Linked DNA regions of Mus musculus: region 2 is linked to region 1. Evidence: chromatin contacts called from public promoter capture Hi-C data. All regions are on one chromosome and are shown on one strand. The core of a region is the stretch at or near the end of the contact, and the rest is flanking DNA. Distances in the headings are between cores, read along the strand shown. Region 1 holds the start of Nhs (NHS actin remodeling regulator). Region 2 holds the start of Rbbp7 (retinoblastoma binding protein 7, chromatin remodeling factor).

Region 1 (3,035 bases), core at 425-2,924:
GGGCTCTGTTGAAGTCTTTGTGACCAAAGTGTAGGCTGATTCAAAGTCTGTCTTGTATGGATTCCTTTTCAAAGCTGGGAGCACAGAGGACAGCCCATTGCATGTCTCGAGGACTTTATTGCTTCCATAAACTATATTTTTCCACGTTCGTTTTAAATACATGAAATGAAGACAACATTCCCAAGATTTGCTTGTGACCTTGAATTTTATTTATGTTATATATTTATTTCACAGTACACATAGTACACATTGTGGAAGGATGAAAACTTGTATTTTACTAACAGTCCCCAAAGTCTTTTTAGATTTTCGGCTGCCACCATGTAGCCTGCACACTACTGCATTTGAAAAATGTAGGCCTTTTAAGAAATTATACCTTTTAGTTAACCAAGGGGAAAACTTTCCATTCTTCTGTGAGTCATCCTCTCTCCCATGGGAAACTTTAAAAACCCAGTGTTGGATTAGCACAGTAGGGCGACAAGGAGGTAATCCGATTCACTTCACTCAATGTGCAATGAATTTTGCAAGTGACTTTCTGGGGTGGGAGGTTGCTCACTAGTAATTTGGGTCTCAGTCATGATGTTCTGTAGAAGGCAGCTCTCAAGGCAGACCAAAACAGGATGCCAGAAAAATGGTATAAACAGTCGTCTGGCCACTCTGGCCATGTGGGAATGCACCCATGCTGCGTCACCCTTCCCAGCTGTCTCTGTGAACGCGGCGCCTGGGGCACTTTAAGGAGCAGCCCAGATTTCCCCTCTAAGAACCCAAAGACTTGACAGAGCTAGAATTCTGAGACAACTTGCTCCAACACGAATCGACAGCATCCCCAATACTTTCCTTCCTCTTAGCTGGCTACCAGCATCTCCACTCTCAACTTGAGGACACCCCGCCCCCACCACGCTCATAGTCTCAATTCTAACCTCTGAGACGGGTTTGAGAAAGTGCCCGCGGTGGAACGCACCAGGCGCGGTCCAGCCACCAGTGACTCCCAGCGGCCGCACAGGGCGCTGCGCCCCTCTCGCCCTGGCCTCCCCCGCCCGGCGTCCGCCCTGCCGCCCCCGCGCCGCCTCCTGAGCCAGGGCTGGAGGCGGATTCCTCTGTCCGGGTTTTCAGAGCGCCTTTCCGAAATCTCCTCCCCGCCCAGAAAGAGAGAGAGATCCCAGGCGCAATCGCTCCCCGGAGCGGCCGAGGGGCGCGCGGGGAGAGGCCTGCGCCGGGGTACTTTCAAACTGAGGCGCGCGCACACACTCACACCCACCCACCCACCCACCCACCTAGACACACACGCGGACAAACACACACACACGCGATCACACACACATACACACTCACTCACTCACACACACATACACACACGCCCATTTATATAGGCGGCGGCAGTGGCCAGGGCGGCGGCAACGGGCTCAGGAGCGATGGAGCTGAGCCGGCTGACCCCGGTTGAAAGCAAGTGAGGAGGACCCAAGCACACTCCGAGATTTCCGTGCTCAGCGCTTGTCATCTTTCCTAGACAGCCGTGCTCCCGGAGGAGGACAGGTCAGACTAAGCTGTGAAGGAGAGGGTGGGCAAGAGGAGGAGGCCAGGTGAGCAGAGGAGCCCTCAGCGTCTCTGGACTGCCCGGATCGCTCCTTGCCGGACTCCTGCCCTCTCCTCGCTCAGGTGGGCGCGCCAGGTCTCTAGCTCACAAGGGTCGCTCAGAGGAGAAGGGAAAGTCGCGGCCCGGCTGCGCGGGATGCCTTTCGCCAAGCGGATCGTGGAGCCGCAGTGGCTTTGCCGGCAGCGGCGCCCGGCGCCCGGCCCAGATGAGGACACGAGTGGAGGCAGCGTTGAGCCGCCGCCGCCCCTGCAGCCGCCTGGCCGGCGGGAAGAGGCCGAGGCACCGGAGCCAGAAGAGCCTCCTCGTGTGCCCCCTGCGCCTCTCCCACTGCCACCTCTGCCGCCGTCTTTGCCGGCGCCGGCCGAGCAGGATCAGCAGCCACCCAGCGAAGCGCGGGAGGCCGGGGAGGAGAGCGTGGCGGGGGTCTCGGAGGCAGCATCGGCCCCAGGCGAGACGTCCGAGGCTTCAGCCGAGGCTGTGCTGCTCATGTTAGACCTGTGCGCGGTCAGCAACGCTGCGCTGGCCAGGGTCCTCCGGCAGCTCTCAGACGTAGCCCGGCACGCGTGCAGCCTCTTCCAGGAGCTCGAGAGCGACATCCAGCTTACTCACCGCCGTGTCTGGGCGCTGCAGGGCAAGCTCGGTAGCGTGCAGCGCGTCCTCAGCACGTTGGACCCCAAGCAGGAGGCAGTGCGTGAGTACCAGCGCCGTCCATCCTCTAGGGTGCTAGGCTCAGCGCCTCACCCTTTTACTGTCTCCACTCACCACAATCCCAGGCCCGAGGCGCCTAGCCTGCTGCAACTTGCACCTTACTCTTGCCTTTCTTCCCTTCTGCCCTGAGATCCACCCCAGTACTCCGGGTTGAGTAGCTGGGGTGGCCCCTGACCGATGCAGGCATGCAGGCATGGAGGGCAGAAAGTTAAAAGGACGGCTTCTGAACTCATAGACACCCTTGGCGTTCAGAATGGGCAGGTGGGGAGCATTTAGGGAGCCAGACAGGAGGTAGAGAAAGAAGGTCTGTCATTTACCACTGGGACAGACATGCCTTTCATGTCCTTGGGAAGAAGGAGGGGGTGCAACTCCTGTAGCTTCCAGGAGCCCACTACCGGGTTGCACTTTTGGGGGGGTCTTAAAAGTAGTAGGTGTCCTTTTAAGATGTCTGTGGGAGACAAGGTGCTTTGTCACACTTGCTGTGGCCTCGGGTGCCCGGGTCTCGTGCCTTTGGAAGGTGTGTGACCTAGTCCAGCATCATTGGCTGGCTGCCTAGAATGAACTCCACTGTGCTCTATGGAGAACCCTGGGAACAGGAAAGGCCTTGATGAGGGCCTGGAAGGAATGCCTGGACCTTGGGGAAGATAAGGGGATCCCCGAGTGTCTTTTCTGCCCTGGGTTAGTTACCTAGGGCTCTTAATGAATGCTCCTTTGGACTATCTGTCTTCTGAGCATC
Region 2 (3,503 bases), core at 219-2,718, 600 kb before region 1:
TCACCCTCGGCCTAACCAATTAGGTATTTATGTTCTGTGTGTAAAATAACATTAACAATACCTAGAAATTTAACATGGTACTTAAATCTACACAAAATAGAAGTTGGCAGAAACCCTTACTTAGTCACTTCAGGAAGCCACTGAACGGTAAGACTGGGCCACTGAAGAGCATGGGTCATAACCAGGTCATACAGAAACGGTGTATTCTTCTTCCAGATTTTATACTCTTCGTTGATGACACGCTCCTCCACAGTATCTTCAAACACTGAAATTTGGAGAAAGCCCACAATTAAGTGGCTGAGAAGGCTCGGAGTCAAAGGCATGGCTACGGATCCTGGAGGTCACCTCGAGACGGCCACACCTTATCTATTCTTTCCTTTTACCTATCCTGCTCACACGAACTGCTCTCCCACAAAGTGAGAAGATCAACATCAGGAAGCGTTTTCGCCTCCACTTCCAAGATCGGGATTCCGGCGCTTACCCGAATTGGGTCATTAATTGCCCTACCACCGAGCTCGTCAGCCTTTTTATAGCCGCTCGCACCTGTTCTACGATGATCCGCATTGTAAACCGGTGCCCCGACCCACTCGAATAGATCCAATCCACGTGGAACAGCAGCAGCCCACAGGCCTGCTCCCTCCACCCCCCACCCTCGCAGGAGGCCCCAGCTCCCCACCAAGCCACGATCGGCAGCCATAGTCCGGCGGGATCCAGCTCCTCCCCCCCCTCCCGACACGGACACGGGCCGCGACCCCAGACGGACGACGACCACGCGCACGGAAGAATCCGCGCCCGCCGCTGACTTCTCGGGCCGCGAGCGCCTGCGCCCCCGAGCCAAGGGCGTCGGAGGGAGCTAGGCCGCGGGGTGGGGGTGGGGGTGGGGGAAGGGGGGCCTCTCTCTCGGCCCCCGCGCCCGGCTCCGGAAATGCTCCCGGCCCTCGGCGGCGACCAGGCCCCGTGTCGCGCAGGCCCCCTTGCAGGCGCGCGGCGAGTCTCGCGCCCAGCCCCGCCCCCTGCTCCTCACGCCAATTCGCGCCTTTCGTCAGCGCGTGCCGAGGCCTCGGGAGCCCGCCAGCCCCCCGGAGTCCCGGCGCCCGCACGCCCGCCCGCCCCACAGGGCAGGCATCCTTACTCTCTTTACTCGCCATCTTGCGTCGGGTCGTTTCGCCCCCCTTGGCCGCCTCGGACTTCTCTCTCGCTAGTCAAGAGCAGCCCGGCAGGCGCTCCTTGCCTCTCCCAGGCACGTCACGCAGTCCTCGCTCGGAAAAGCCTGAGTTCGGTCTGGCCGTCTGGGTTCTCCCCCCAGACGCCGCGATCTCCTCTTCTGCCTCCTCCCCGCTGGCGGGTAGCGAGGTCTGAGCCGCTCTCCTCTCTCTCCCTCTCGCCAAACTTGGAACGAGACTTTTCAACCCGCGCCTCTCAGCCCGCCCAGGCAGCTGAGCGCAGGCGCAGCCGCCCTGGGAAATTGGAGAGGCGGAGAAGAGGCGGGCCTGGGAGCCAACGGCTCGGCGGCTTGGACCAATAGCGTGCGACGGGAGGGTCTGACGCGCTCTCCGGGGGTGGGCTTCTCGAGAGTGGGTGGGGCGTTCCGCGGCAGGAAGTCGGCGAGGCGCAGGCGCGAGGCGTCACTCCCCAGGCTGGCCGCGGGGGCGGCTGGGCCCGCGCGGGGGTGGGGCGGATGCGAGCGCGGTGTGCAGGCTGCGCGGGGGCTGCGAGCCCCAGGGCCAAGAAGCCTGGGGCCCGCGGGGCGTGGTTGCTTAAAGCAGCAGCCGCGGCGGCGGCGGCGGCGGCGGGGGTGTGCGAGGGGGGCAGGGAAGCTGCAGCCGCCTTAGCAAAGCAAAATCTCAGAGCCAGTGAGGAAAATGGTTTCCTGGTCTCGAGAGATTACACTGCCCGCAAAGTCTCCCAGATAATCACGGCCACGCAGTTTTCTGCACCCCTCAAAGGCTCCCCCATTCAACTGTATCGAGGGCCCAGTCGAGCTCTGGTGACATTTGTCATAAGCGAAAGGGACCTTTAGGAGAGACCTTGGGCGGGTTTTTCTTTTTTCTCCCAGAAGCTGGGCAGACCTTTATTTAAGGCCTGCGATGGCGCAGGCCTTCAATCCGCCCCTCGTCGAAAGTTGACTTAAATGACTTTTTGTATGTTCACCTTTGTGCGTCCTTAACCTACTGGTTCTTTAGCTTCCTGCTGCTGCAGGGGATTTTGTGCCTGCCACTGCTTCCCTATCTCAGTTCCTGCCTAGGCCCCTGCTGAGTCATTCTTGTCACCTGAAGGGGTCCCATTTTGACCCTGCAGCTGGCTGCTGAACTGGAGAGAGCTGGGCTGGGCTAATCTAGGCCTGCATACCTGAGCTCTGCATTTCTCTGAAGCTTTTTAGCCTTGGGGGGGGGGGTGAAGAGAAAGCCACATGATCCCAGGGAGAAAAAGAGGGCCAGAGCAGAGGGGCCCAGGCGCCTACGCTTAAAGGGAACCACAGTCTACATCTAAACTCAGAGGCTCTCCTTGCAGAAACACCCCCGGAACATTTGTTCCCTTGATAGCTTTCCAAGTGCCTTCATGCTTAAACGCAACCATGCAGAGGCCTCGAGGATGCTCTCTTTTCTGATCGAGAAACCAACTCAGACGTTACTCTAGTATGTGACAGAAACAGTCACGTTCCCTTATATAGAAATTTACTGTCTTGGGTCTCTTGTTTTCCCATGTGGTACAATTCATTATTATAACGCCCTCCCTCCATGTCAGCTCCAAGAATCTTGCTGGTGACTAACGCTGAAGAGGTGGCTGGAGGCGGGAGGGGGGCGGTTAGAAGAGTGGAGTAGCATGGGTCCTCCGAGTTCTAGAACACTGGTGGTCAAACTTTTTTTTTTTGACAGGGGTCAGGCAGCCTTCGGTGTTGTAACACAACAGCCATAGAAAATATGGATAAGCCTGGCCATCTTCCAGCAAAACTATAGACACTGAAATCTGAACTCTGTGTACTTTTCACAGGTCACAAAATATTCTCTCTCTGTGTTTTTTTTTTCAATCACTTGGAAATGAAAAAAATCATGCTTTGCTTCAGGGCCATGCAAAAGCCCCTTGGTGGGCGAGATTTAAAGGACTGGAGCTTGTCCACCTTGTTCTAGAATAATTGTGTCCTACAGCTCTGCTTCAGCAGGAACTATGTGTACTCAGAGAAGACTTGAGAGGTGATTTCCTGTCAGTAATATAATTTGCTCATTTTGATGAGTAGTTATGATTTCTAAAATAAACGTTTAAAGGACTGAGCGAACCTGGTGTGTAATCCCAGTCCGTGGAAACTGGAGGTAGGTAGGTAGGAGGATCTTTGTTCAAAAGCCAGCCTGGAATGCCTAGGAACCTTGTCACAAAAAACAAGTAACTCTTCCCAGACAATATGAATTTAGTTTAAACTGTGTACACACAGAGGTGGGGGGGGGGTCGAGTAGAGGACGAGTGTGTGTGTGTGTGTGTGTGTGTGTGTGTGTGTGTGTGTGTTAGTC

What was found. Promoter capture Hi-C pulls out the DNA fragments that hold promoters and counts their contacts.
Region 2: a contact with region 1 is called in a promoter capture Hi-C map of neural stem cells. The contact joins the promoter of Rbbp7 here to the promoter of Nhs in region 1. A contact is called at or near these places in 5 of 39 promoter capture datasets (the HPC-7 cell line, cranial neural crest, frontonasal cranial neural crest and 2 more) and 2 of 115 datasets of contacts at active chromatin or transcription factors (forebrain and stem cell-derived neural progenitor cells).

What each region holds. Positions count from the first base shown.
Region 1 is chrX:162,158,080-162,161,114 of GRCm38.p6, reverse strand. Nhs (NHS actin remodeling regulator) reads left to right here and starts at 1,674. Exons shown (of 9, transcript NM_001290526.1): 1 at 1,674-2,282. The coding sequence starts at 1,727.
Region 2 is chrX:162,758,337-162,761,839 of GRCm38.p6, reverse strand. It overlaps Rbbp7 (retinoblastoma binding protein 7, chromatin remodeling factor), which reads right to left and starts at 1,468. Exons shown (of 12, transcript NM_009031.3): 1 at 1,133-1,468; 2 at 121-265. The coding sequence starts at 1,148.